Linked DNA regions of Gasterosteus aculeatus: region 2 is linked to region 1. A link is a contact called in public Hi-C data. All regions are on one chromosome and are shown on one strand. The core of a region is the stretch at or near the end of the contact, and the rest is flanking DNA. Distances in the headings are between cores, read along the strand shown.

The links. A called contact is a pair of places that touch in the nucleus more often than the background predicts.
Region 2: a contact with region 1 is called in a Hi-C map of skeletal muscle, with 4 times the contacts expected there. The contact joins the enhancer-like site here to the promoter of LOC120835840 in region 1. A contact is called at or near these places in 4 of 6 Hi-C or Micro-C datasets (skeletal muscle, tail fin and whole body).

What each region holds. Positions count from the first base shown.
Region 1 is chr17:864,881-871,836 of fGasAcu3.hap1.1, reverse strand. LOC120835840 (meprin A subunit beta) reads left to right here and starts at 3,261. Exons shown (of 10, transcript XM_040205107.2): 1 at 3,261-3,387; 2 at 3,484-3,574; 3 at 3,681-3,866; 4 at 4,145-4,300; 5 at 4,531-4,574; 6 at 4,723-5,394; 7 at 5,506-5,602; 8 at 5,883-6,068; 9 at 6,167-6,319; 10 at 6,450-6,956. The coding sequence starts at 3,351. The coding sequence ends at 6,495.
Region 2 is chr17:903,829-910,784 of fGasAcu3.hap1.1, reverse strand. No RefSeq gene overlaps it. Among protein-coding and RNA genes, the nearest start is that of nicn1, 5.7 kb to the left of the region's middle. Within about 2 kb of position 3,419, at least 1 of the 9 cell types and tissues checked has open chromatin away from gene starts, as enhancers often do.

The sequences.
Region 1 (6,956 bases), core at 2,012-4,511:
TGATTGGCTGAAGAGGCATGAGAATGAAGAAAGTTGCACAAGCAACATGAGGTCGTTCGACTAATAAGAAAGAAAAATCATCCTGCACGTTGTGATTCAGCAGCGTTTCAACGCGGAATGAAGCGGTGCGACACTTCATTTGCATTCAGAGTGTCTTCTATTATCGTTCATTTAGTTCCAATCTACCTTGATGGTTCTCTGGGTCCGGATCGCCGTCGTCACCGCAGGGCGAGCCGTCTCCATTCAGTCGTTCCCAGATTGGTTTGAAGGGCGTTGTATGAAATCCTGTGTCGTACTTTCAATGTCTTTCCAGAGAATATAATGAATGACCAAACAGAAAACATCCAATACAATGAAAATAAAACCCACAGACGTGCAAAAGGCGCCTCCTCTGCGGCACGTCATCGTTTCGCCCTCAAGTCCTTTTGTAGCTTCGAGTGGCCATTTGATGGATTGATGGATTTTCAATTAGTTTGTGTCTCTTTGTGGTCATTGTGTCATTGTTTTGGTCTCATAGTATTATCTGTATTCTATTGCTAGTGAAAGGTCAGTGATCCATTTAGCATCTTTCTGTCTCTCATGCTGATGAGTGTTTTTAGTCAGTTATCACTCGTATTGTATCATGAAACTAAAATGAGTCCATCAATACATTTATTGTATTTCTAAATAATTTATTGTCACTGTGGATGAACCGATAATTCAATTCAATTCATTTTATTTTGCGTTGAGGCGTTTTTGACTTAAAACAAAACGTTTACACCATTGCTACTAGACAACACCCCAAAAAGGTTTCTTCAAGAAGATCAGTGGCCCTGAACCACATTCACTCACACGCTGACAGATCAGGAACATTTTCACACATTATTTATTGCACTTTATCAAATGACAGACGCCCTCCGTCTTCTTCATACAAGCGTCTCTTTCCCCGTTGATCTCCCCCCCGTCTTCATCTCATCCACCGTTGGGTTCCTTCTGAACTTCTCTGAACATCTGTGTTCGCTGTTTACTCGTTGATCCTGAAGGGCCGGTGAGGAACGCATTCGTCTCCCCGTCAAATGGAGACGTTTCCACCAGCTGGGGAACAGCACGTCAATGGCAACAGGTGCCAGGATGTCAATGTGGACGGGGCTGAGACTTTACTTAAACTTGAACCATTTCCATGATGGTTTGTAACTCACATTCGAGATCAGGGGATCATCTGAAATAAGAAGATGGAAATCAGAATAGTTTTTTGTTTCATTGCCATGTGCATGCATTTCATCAGCCAGCTCCCTCGTTATAAAAATAGAGCCGTACATTTGAAGTACTTGTGATAATTAGTGATGTGGCCGAGCCGGTGTTGCTGCCAACAGATCAGCATATGAATCACAGGTATTTACAGGAGTGCCATGGATGAACTCCGCTCTGTGCACCTCAGTTTGTGCAGTGGAAAGTTTCGTAACATTTCCTCTCTGCTATCAACCCGTCACTCTGCCTCTCCGTTCATGTCTGGAAAAACATGTTGTAAAGGAGCATTTTACACAAATAACAAAAAAGTGGAGAAACCTTAGTTGAATACATTTAACGTAAGAGAAAAACCTTCCCTGTTGTTAAGAGGACTCCCTCTGAGGCAGTTCTGTTAAATGCAATGTGCATATAAGGCATTATCTATTAAGCACGTGCTAACGGAACACATCTCCACTGCAGAAATCTGAAAATGGGATCCAGTCCAGGTTGAAAGTTAGCTTATTCCTCATGTCAGGTCATCTACCAGAACTGATGAATCACAGCATCATTAAAAAACAATCCGAGCACATTAATTCATTTCATTACAAACCACATCACACAAATCACCTGAATAAACTTCCGGCGTCGGAGGTGTGTGTGCGCCGGTGAACAGATACAATGGGTTCGGCATTGACTCCATTCACACTTTATGCCTGGTGTGTGTCCGTGTGTGCGTGTGTGTGCGTGCATGATGCAGGCCCGTTGGTGTGTGTGGCGGCTCACGCACTTTGCCACCATGCGCATTTCTTTGTGAGAGTCGAGGGGAGAGAGCTGGGGGGATTTGGGGGTGTTGGACTTCCCTAATACAATGAAAAGCCACTTTGCCTTTTGTTTGGCTGCATGGCGGAGACAAAGCTCTCCACAAGTGGGGCTTAACATTCCATCGGGCTGAAGGGGGGGAGGCAGCTGGCACGGCGGAAAGGCCACACGGAGGATCTGTGGACTCACCAAAAGGCTGTATTGGGTTTCTGAGGCCACTAGGAATGCATGGGAACTAGCCAAGGAAAAGAGGGGGGGGGGGGAGGGGGGGGCAGGTTACAGGCTGGTGGGGGGAACGAGAGAGAGGAGACCACGTTGGTCTTTATTGACCCCTTTGGTGTGGACAGATACTCAAGTAGAGCAGCGATTAAAGTGAATACAAGGACGTTCTTCACCGGTTATCAGTTCATCCTTTGTATCATCTCCATAAGCAAACACCTGATGTATACATATAGAAATGCATGTGTATACATATGCATGTATTTATATGTTTTTACGGTATACGTATGGTTATTAGTAGTAATAGCAATAGTTATTGCCTCAAAGGGCCGAGAGACAAAATACCGCTTACGTAATCCTGCTGCTTGGAAAGGAATGCAGGTGAGTGCAGGTGTGCTCAGGTAAACACAGTTTACTTCTGTCCACTTTCAGCCAGTTCAGAGCAGACAGACTTGATTCGAATGATGACGTTGTTGTGTTTGTGTAACTATTCTACACCAGCACACGTAATCATTTAAAGGTTGAAGGTTCAGCAGCAGGTGAAACTACAGAAGAAAAGCATTGTTCATCAACGTGATTACTGACCAGCCGGTAGTTAACGATAGTTAGTACAGACTAACCAAGAAACCAACAAAAACAATGTAAATCTAAATGTTGGTTGTATTTCTTTAACATCTGTCCGATTGGAATGATTTAGTGGACGTGGGCATATAAGATGTGTATAATATCAGTACTAGTCAGTAGGATCAGACCACTGCATGAGAACTGAAGGCCTCTTTCTGCTGAAGATGTTCACAGCAGCGCAGTTAAACAACACGACCACTGGACTGAAGTGGTGCTCGGATTGCATTTTACTTGATACTATGATTCATTGGTTTTGGTACCTGATCTGACAGCTATGAGGAAGAAGTTGAAAATATTTCTGGTTAAGATAATTAATACATTTGGCAGTGGAATGTTTTTTCTCCTTGGTTTACAAGTGACTCACACGCCTCTGCTATGAGGTGACAAACAAACTGTTTCCTGGTCACCAGAGTATAAATGGCAGCACCTCCAGTCAGTGAAGTCATTCTCATCACAGGAAAGACACCGACTCCTCAGACGCTATGTGGACCTTCATCGTGGTTGCAGTCCTTCTGACCGGTGAGAACATTCAGCTCTTATTGGTAGATGCACCTTGTGCTCATATTCTGTCGATGATGTTGATGATTGATTGTTGGACGACATGTTTGTTTGCAGCTGGACTCGCAGCGCAGGATTATGGCAACAGATTGAGAGGCATTCTGCGTCATGCATGTCCAGACAAACACGCCGTGTCCCAGATCAATAGGTAAAGTTCAACGTAAAGATCAATGCACCATGTTTGGTTTGCTATGATACCTTTTTACTCTGCTTCTTCTGAACTAACCGTTAAACCTTTGTGATTCATATCAAAGCTCCTACAGCGCCACTGACCAAGATCGCCAATGGAAGTTTGAGTGCAAGGCTTTGGGTTCCACCTCAGACTGCTCCTGGTCCACCTCCCAGGACTCGTATGACACAGAACTCCGCTACCATTGTCCGGTTAATCGTGTAGTTGCTGGCGTCTTCAGCGATTTCGACATGGCACAAGGAGCCAGAAGGTTGGTCCTTTGTTGGAATAATGCATGTTGTTGGAATCTATTAACATTATCGTATGTGGGGGGCTTTAAATGGAACTCATTTGTCAGCATGGTGATATTTCATTGCTACCGAGATGGTACAAACACAGGAGCATACTTTTTAAACTGCTTTTTTTGTCTGAAATCCATCTGTGAGCTCCTTCATGACTTTCAATGACATTTTGGTTTAACTACTTGATTTGATGTTAAGACTGAACTTAAAAAAGTAAAATGGTTTCCTTGATCTGATCTTGTTTCAGTTGGAAGTTCCTCTGCTGCTCCGTTCCAAACTTTGTGACTTCTGAATGTCGTAAATCTCCACTGGTGAACTACTGGAGCAAAGACTTCACCTGGAGACTCCCTGCAGGCCACTTCCTGACAGGAGTCCAGACCCAACTCAAGAACCGGGACACTGGGTAAGCAACCTGACACCAGAACACAGTTCTGCCTTTAACCTTTATGTTTGACATCTTTTCAGACACTGAATGAAATATTCATTATATCATTAGATCAAATGTTCATTATTTCATTTAAATTGTTTACTATATTTGCTCCTAATTGAGTTTAGCCATAATGATCAAATGAGTAACAATGATCTCGGCTTTCTTAAGACTTTACAAAGTGACATTATTTTTTTTATTGACAGTGATCATCGGTGGAGTTTCAATTACTGCAAAGGAAAAACACAAGGTAATTAGTTTTACTGTACTTCGTTGACTATGAATGCCATAGACATAGATATTGGTATGTCAGTGTGCATATTTATTAACACTACACCAGATAGCACTTTTTCACAGATCAATTGAATCAAACTAAAACTTTTTTATTCACTTTACAGATACACAGACAGTCAATTCACAAATCCTCAGAGCAAACAAACCAGTAGCCAACCTTGTAGTGGAAGGAGATGTTATCGTCTCTAATACAAGGAATGCAAGAATCTGCAGTGACTGCAGATGGGAAAAGTTACAAGCGACAGTCCAAGTGCCATTTATCGTGAGTGATTCCTTTACCAGCGCTGAGAAGGACCAGATTGCCAAAGCAATCAGTGCCTTCCACATGAGCACCTGCATCCGGTTTGTTGCCCACACGAACCAGCCCGACTACATTAGCATTGTGAAGAAAAGCGGCTGTTGGTCCTGGGTTGGACGAATTGGAATGTCTCAAGAGGTGTCGCTGGGTGCAGGGTGCCTTCAAAGTGGTATCATCCAGCATGAGCTCATCCACGCACTCGGCTTCTGGCACGAGCAGAGTAGAAGTGACCGAGACGCTTTCGTCAAGATCAACTTAGCAAACATCCAGGACGGACAAGAGAGAAACTTTGACCGATTGGACACAAACAACCTAAATGTCGCATATGACTACTCGTCTTTAATGCACTACGCACCCAGAGACTTCTCAAAGAACGGGGAAGATACCATCGTTGCCCTCGACCCCTCAGCACAAATAGGCCAGAGGGAAGGCATGTCGGAGAAGGACATTCTGAAGATCAACAAGCTGTATGTCTGCAGTAAGTTAGATTCAAAGGGAATATGCAGTTGACTGCAGAATGATGAGGTCTTGTCCCTGCTGGCTAAGTAACTTGTCTAAAATCCCCACTAAACGGAGCTCTCTCTTACAGCGGATTACCTTCATGCGTACAACGAGTGGGACAACGTGTTGGAGAACACTTTGAGCCGCACTTGTCCTACTGGCCAAGCTGTATCTGGCATCACAAGGTAAACATCTTCAATCAAGTTGGGTTTCATCTCTTATCATCTGAAAGCCAAAGTCAATGTATGTCATCACCTGATCAGGATGGAATGCCTCATTTTAAGCTACATTTTGAGACGTGCTCAAAGAGCCAAGTGTTGTGTGTCAGGTTTGATGTGTGAAAGCTCACAAAATCAATTTTTTAAATTATATTCATATAGATATAAAAAAATACCTGTGTTTTATTTATTTATACATGAGGTACAACAAGCAGTCTTATAACATGATAATTCCCTTCCACAACAGTCTCTACAATTCAGAGAAGAACGATCGACTTTGGGCGTTTTCATGTAAGGCTCTCAATCGTCAAACCACATGCCAGTGGTCAAGTTCTCTCAACAACTATTGGGAACCATTTAACTTCAACTGTGGAGGCGGTAAAGTGATCAGTGGGGCCTACGCTGAACACAGCCGCCTCTTCAAGGACAGGAGGTCAGTGGGTTTTATTGCTGGAAAAAACATCAAAACCACATTCTCTGATAACAAATTTGTTCATGAATGTTGATGAACACATTATTCTTCTTCTTCAGATGGAGGTTTCAGTGCTGCAGCTCTCCTGGTTTTACCACATCCAACTGCTACACAGAGACACACATCAACTACTTTCAGGAATACTTCAGCTGGACGGTCCCCAGCGACCACTTCCTGACCGGAGTTCAGAGCTCCTTTGACCGGCCCAGTGGGTAAGAACCTCTTAGATCCTCACAGGCAAACATCTCCTCACTGACAGCATCCTTCTGCTATTAGTCGCTAACATCAGAGGAATAAGCGGTGTGTAAACGCTCTTAGAATGTGGATGTTTCTTGTTGACAGTGACCGTCAGTGGAGTGTGACCTACTGCCAGGGGAACGGCCAGTGAAGCAGGACAAGATGTGGTGCTTCTTCACAACAATTCACCAAATCCATCGTTGCTGATTCAGACCGTCTGAATGTACATTTGGGGAATGTTATCCCTCAGTGTGGATGTTAACTGTGCTCATGCTCTCATGCTCTGCATGATACGTGATGTTTAGTTCAAGTACCAGATGAAGATCTTCAAACGGTTCCATGGCCTGAAGAGATGAACTGGTCTCAGAGCTGCTCCTGTGATGCTTTTGTGGACCAGCTGTTCTCACACAGTGTTGAAGATCTGTGTGTGTTTAACACAGCTGGTGGATGTTTCTTATGCAACCTTTCTCTCTCTCTCTGGTGTCCATCCGGTTTGGGACACTAAATGTCTGCCGGATATCGTAATGTAATGAATTCCTGATTCTAATTAGATAATTAGGTCATAGTTTTTAAGGTGAATTGTGATGCATGGTGTAACCTCCAAAGTGTTAA
Region 2 (6,956 bases), core at 2,170-4,669, 39 kb before region 1:
GACTCATACGACACGGTCGACACGCAGCAGATGAAAATAATCAGGACAAAAACGATGTTTCATGCATGCAGCTGAATTACCCTGGAACCCCGGCGTGATGTAGGTCAGCCGGCTTCAAGGGAACCGCGGAGCTACGGAGGCCTGGAAGCAGATGTTCTGCCTCAGACTCTTAAAGACCTCTAACGCCACCGTGCACACACACACACACACACACACACACACACACACACACCAGCAGCGCAGTGAAGATGAAGTGAAGGAAAAAGGATTAGATCAGATAAGGGAAACCGTGGGTCCCCCCAGCGGAAAAAGGGGAGTAAAGTGACAAATATCCACGGCTGCACAGACCCTGATTGTTTGCTTTGCACCCTGAGCTCCTCAGACAAACACCGGTGGAATCCCTACCCGACCTTTCCAGGGAGCCTGAGCAGAGACAGAAGACGCGTGCAGGTCTACACGCAGACATACCTGCAGGCTTTGTGGACACACGTGGTCCGGAGGTCTCAGGTCTGCTGTAATCAGGGTCCAGCTCCTTATTATTGGCTCATTTATTGTGTGTGGTGGTGTGTGTGCACGTTGTCTTCTGAAGGTACCTGGTCGTGACGGGTGATGACATTACTTTGCATTCAGATCATTTCTTCATTTGTTGGAGATAAATGTGCAGAAGAAGGAAGCAGCAGGTTTCTACCAGGATATAATTGTATGTTTCAAGATTTGCGTGATTATACCCTGAAAGGAAAATGTTTGGCACCCGAAAATCCTTTTAAGGCGACACGGAGCGCGCTGTTACGTACTATCTGATCTAGATAAGAGGACAAACAAACAGTTATCAGCAGGAACTGCTGCAGCTTCATCCGCAGCTCAGGCGCTGAGGTGTTGACGGAGAGGTTTACTGCTTGTGGCGGAGCGGAGAGGACGTGGACCCGTCACGTTCCTGTCATGTGTGTCACAGCACAGCACAAGTCCCGGGTTCCCCTCCGGAGGTCAGCGAGCGCACAAGGCTGTGGTGGTCTTGAGCTCAGCGAGTCCACCTTGTCAGACCTTCTCTGCTATCGGTTCTGTCATTTCTCCAACCAGATGGATACTTTGTCTTTTCTCAGGTGTTTCTGTGAAAAAGGGAAAAGGCGACTGTGTCTCACACCGACTTGTCTTCTGAGACTTTAGTGGTCAGATGAGTCCGATCAGAGAGAAGCTGTTTCCCACCCGAGATGCTTCCGAGCGACGCGTGTGATCCCACCGTGTTGGATGGTAGAAAGGTGCTTAGAGACATGCTTTGCTCACACAGTTCATTTCCCACGATTTCCTGTGAATTTCAAAGTAAATTACTTTTTATTTTGTTAACTAAAAACTTTAATTGAGATACAACTAAATGAATAAATGTTGTGTTTTCAACTCAGCAGCTTCGTTCGATGTCGTGTCCTCATGGTGTCTTCATGGTGTCCTCATGGTGTCCTCATGGTGTCTTCATGGTGTCCTCATGGTGTCTTCATGGTGTCTTCATGGTGTCCTCATGGTGTCTTCATGGTGTCCTCATGGTGTCCACATGGTGTCTTCATGGTGTCCTCATGGTGTCTTCATGGTGTCCTCATGGTGTCTTCATGGTGTCTTCATGGTGTCCTCATGGTGTCTTCATGGTGTCTTCATGATGTCCTCATGGTGTCCTCATGGTGTCCACATGGTGTCCTCATGGTGTCCTCATGGTGTCCTCATGGTGTCTTCATGGTGTCCTCATGGTGTCCACACCTCACAGCCCAATGATCTGGTCTCTGAGATCACCGACTGGTAGAAAAAAGACAAATTAAAAGTGTTTCCTGATTTCATCCAGTCACACGACCTGCTGTTTTTGAACTGGGAGTGAACCAGTACAAAAAGCCAAGGAATGGGACTGTGGCTCTGTTATTTGTTTCAGTCTGTGGTGTGAGCTTTGCATTGTGCGTTCCTCAGTTAGACGCAGACGTCCCCTGTTCATCATCACAAGAAGTTCAAGTTCAAACAAAAAGGAATTCACCAACCCGCCTCCTCACCTTCATTTCATACAGTATGAAGTCAGTGAAGAGCATCTCCACCACACACACATCAAGAGGATGTTCATGTTGATGCCTCCATCTCTGCCCTCAACCTCCCAGCTCCATAGATGGATTAAATTCACAGCATGTTACATGTTTTATAGGTTCCCCTTCTGGCAAATGTATCATCTTGGTGTTTTTCTCAACAAAGTCTGGCTCGACGTTTTGACAACTGCTTCGTCTTAATCATACGGTGAAGAATGCGAGCAGCTTTTGGAGGGAAAACATCGACAGGAAGAGAAAACTGTGAAGGATTTGGGTCGAAACAAAAAGACGGCATCCGGAGAGATGGAGGGAGAGAAAGAGATTGGTGGCGTCGTCGAAGAAGAAGAGGAATGATCTTGGGATCTTTCGAGGCGCACAAACCCACCGGCGCCAACACCTGCAGAGTTCTATTTCCATGCATTTGTTATCAGCCCCGTGTTTTATACTCGGGTCCCGTAAATCACAGTCGCAGGCCTCTCCGCTCCTTTACAGCAAAGACAGACGACGGCAAAGGAGCTGAGTTATTAAAAGCTGAGGTGTCAGCGCTGAATAAGAGATTGAGAAGAACTCGTTCTGTGAGTGTGTGGAAAGGACTGCGCGGCGTGTAAACACAGTAGATGGATGCAGACAGTTTGTTTTCACCCGAGCCGCTTTCCCGAATGCTCCGCGGGACGGAAGTTTAAAAGATTTACACGCCGACAGTGTCGCTGAGAAGGTGAACCCAACTTCCCGGGACTGATTCTTTCACCTGCTTTGTTCTGCGGAAGATCAGAAAGAAACAGACGGCATTTGGAGCTTCCGTCCGACTGGAGGCCTTCGCCATCGTGACAAAGTTTCTAACCAGCAGTAAAAACGAGTTCGTTGAATAACAGCGAGATGTGGTTTCCATGTGCGATGTTTGTTGCTTCCTGTCCGTTTATTTCCATCTTCCTCCACCCGTCACGTTTACTCCTGGTGCTCCTCGTCTCTCTCCTCCTCGTCCCTTCTGTCTAATGGATTCACTCCAACACTTTCAAAGGTCACAGATTACAGCGGTCTGCTGCGTTCTGGGCCCCTGTTTGTCCATTATGTGTGAGTGTGTGTGTGTGTGTGTGTGTGTGACGAATTTCCATCTTTGGCTCATTTGAATGAGTTTTTAATTATCTGCCCTAAACAGGCTTCCCAGAGATTGAGGGTAACACCTGGAGGATGAGGGACAAACACAGACTTACATCGTCCAATGGAGGACCTGCTTTAATGTCTCAATGCGGTTAAATTCATTCCAGAGTACTGAAGGTTTCGGTTCCCGTCTCGCTCAGATCCTTCGGCACCGTTAAACTCTGAGATCTCAGCTCCCACCTTCAGGGACTCTGTGACCCCCAAGAGGGATCAAAGGTTTGGATGGTCCACGCGCTACAGCGGCCTACTGGTCTGACAGGAGCAGGACAAGCACCGAGACATGGGGGGAGGAGCTTGTCATCACGGACAGTGAGGGAGGAGCTTGTCATCACAGACAGTGAGGGAGGAGCTTGTCATTACGGACAGTGAGGGAGGAGCTTGTCATTACGGACAGTGAGGGAGGAGCTTGTCATCACGGACAGTGAGGGAGGAGCTTGTCATCACGAACATTGAGGGAGGAGCTTGTCATCACGGACAGTGAGGGAGGAGCTTGTCATTACGGACAGTGAGGGAGGAGCTTGTCATCACGGACAGTGAGGGAGGAGCTTGTCATTACGGACAGTGAGGGAGGAGCTTGTCATCACGGACAGTGAGGGAGGAGCTTGTCATTACGGACAGTGAGGGAGGAGCTTGTCATCACGGACAGTGAGGGAGGAGCTTGTCATTACGGACAGTGAGGGAGGAGCTTGTCATCACGGACAGTGAGGGAGGAGCTTGTCATTACGGACAGTGAGGGAGGAGCTTGTCATCACGGACAGTGAGGGAGGAGCTTGTCATTACGGACAGTGAGGGAGGAGCTTGTCATCACAGACAGTGAGGGAGGAGCTTGTCATTACGGACAGTGAGGGAGGAGCTTGTCATTACGGACAGTGAGGGAGGAGGGGCCTGAAACGACCAAACAGGTGAGTTACAGAAAACACAAACCACACATGATGGACACACAGCTTGGATGTAACTCCTGTCTGAATGTTTGGAAACACTGTTTTCGGGAGGGGTGGGGGGGGTGTGGAAGTATCGTGTGAGCAAACCTCCACTTTGTTTGCATCACAGGTTTCCTGTAAATAACATTAAATATGCACAAAGTAAGTAATGTGCTTATCAAATATGTTCTCAGTAGAATATTTTTCCATTTATTTCTTTTATACGTTTTGAATTTCTCGAACAGACACGCAAAACTGTGCAGGGAAATAACTTTGCTAACTGCTGCTTCACCTTGTTACATTCCTGAAAGTCACCGACTGACTGCGTGTGTGTGTGTGTGTGTGTGTGTGTGTGTGTGTGTGTAGTCCAGGGATGCATTTCAGTCAGGTTTTCTGTTTTTCACCTTTAAGAACACACTATCTCTTTTACTCGGACACACACACACACACACACACACACACACACACACACACACACACACACACACCCATGGTCTCGTTTTCCATGATAACGTCTCTCGGCCTGCTGCTGCAGCGCTGGAAGACGTCCGTCTCCGGCTCATTTTCTCTCCGCTGTGCTGATGGTTCGGGGTTATTAACTTTTTTTTAACCCCTTTCAGAAGGAGGCGGACGGCGGCGAATGGGAGATTGTCGACCTTATTTTCTCGGCTGTGGGACCCGGGGGATTAGCGGCGGGGGGGCGGGGGAGCTGGTAATGAGTCATGCGGTCTGTTGATGAGTCAGCATTTTGGGTCCAAGTCAACCGTCTTTAAAAAAAAGATTTTGGTTGAAATTAGTTCTTTGTTGAACACAAGCTGGAGACATTTAAACAACGTGTCCTGTGATGCAAAAAGGTTTGGTTAGTCAGAAGCATTTGTGTGTCTAAAAACTGCAATGTGGACATAAAAACGTGTATTTGACCTTATTTGTGTGTAATTAAGGCTGGCCTAGAAAGATACACCATCCCAGTCACATTCTGCCCTTTATAAGACCATCATTGTCCCACCGGGTCACCAGAACCACACCACCATGTATCTTTACATCACAAATACGCAAAAACGGATCCTCAAAACGGGTATTCATTCATTCATTCGTCTATCTTGAAATCTTCCCCTGCAGTCCTTGTCCGTGGTGTGCCAGCTTACTCCAGATGTTTCTGGATATTGTGACTAATTAGACCGACAGTGGAGTGTTTTCAAAAGGCTCTCGATGTACTGAACGTCGTGTTTATCTCTCTTCTCTCTCCTTCCCGCTGTCACACATCTCCACAATAATTAGCTGGCTAATGAAGGACCTGCTGTCTCCCCCGAGGGCCTTCTCTCACCCTCACCCTCACCCACACACACTCAAATGACTGTGAGTGAGAGGGAGTCTCTGGTGAAGTCTGCTGCTTAACGACACCAAGGAGACGACACAGGAAGTGAAACCTCAGCTGTCCGTCATTCCTGCTGTCAAACAAACAGAGAGGTTATGTGCCGTTGACTTTCCTCGTCTTTGGTTGTTAGTCACTCGCTAGTTATGCAGGTCATCAGTCAGTCGCCATCGACCTCCTGACCTCCTCCTCCTCATGCAGGTTTATTGTTCATGATGGGTGCGAAACATTTCCCCTTTCAATATGACCTCTTGGGCTTCATAATACATAATCCAGCATGCTCGAAGGTTCCTAGGAGCCAGAGGTGGTTGGGGAGGTACAAGCGACGAGGGGCCCCCAGCAGGCCGCATGGGGCCAGATGAAGCAGCTCGGAGACACACGTTGGCTGATCCTGCTACCGAGTACTGACCAGGAAACGAGGAATGTCGTGTGTTGCGTCCGGCTTAAGCAGTGAATAAATCCGTAACCACAGGAAACAGAATCTGAAAGGCCTTTCAGGAGTCTTTCAGGAGCCTTTCAGGAGCCTTTCGGGTGTCTTTCGGGAGCCTTTCGGGGGCCTTTCGGGAGCCTTTTGAGAGCGTTTCGGGGCCTTTCAGGGGTCTTTCGAAAGCCTTTCGGGGGGTCTTCCGAGAGCGTTTCGGGAGCCTTTCGAGAGCCTTTCGAGACCGTTTCGGGGCCTTTCAGGCGTCTTTCGGGAGCCTTTCGGGGGCCTTCCATTCCATGGGGTGGGCTTGTGTCTGAGGCATCATAGTGACGCTACGTCGGCGCTCTGGACTCTTTCTCTGGTCACATCGCTGGTGAACTCGCTTGGTCGTAATCCTCCAACTCGTCCTTCTCAGAACTCTGCAGAGACACGAATTGAAACAAGCAGTGGGACTTCATGCGGGTGGAGAATCGGGGGATGATGCTGCAGTGTGCATCGCCCTGTCCCTCTCCCTCCCTCCCTTCCTTCCTTTATCTCCTCCTTTAGGAAGCCCTTTCCTCGCCTCCTCCCTCTCTGTTGATGTCCTGGTGTCTGAGTCTCATTACCTCCTCTCTTACACTCCGATACGCTGTCATCAATCATTGTTTGTTCTTCCATTCCCCAGTGTTCTCTCTCCCCCATCGCTTTCTTCCTCCCTCTCCGTCATCCTTGTCTTCCTCTTATTCATCTTCACCCTCCTTCCTTCACACCCTCCATCTGCCCTCGTCTTCAGCTCCGTCTTCCGTCGACCTCCCCGTCCCGTCCTTCTCCTCCTCCGCACCTCCTTCCCTCGCTTCGCTATTTCCTCTCTCACTTTTGGTCGTTCTTCCTTATTTCTCTCGGCTTCCCTCCTCGGCTGACCTTCTCCTTCATGCCCCGCCCCCACCAATATCACCCCCCCCCCCCCCCCCTTGATATCAACCCCCTCGCCCCCCCAGTATAAACCCCCCGGCCCCCTGATATCAACCCCCCGCCTCCGCCCTCTGTCCAAC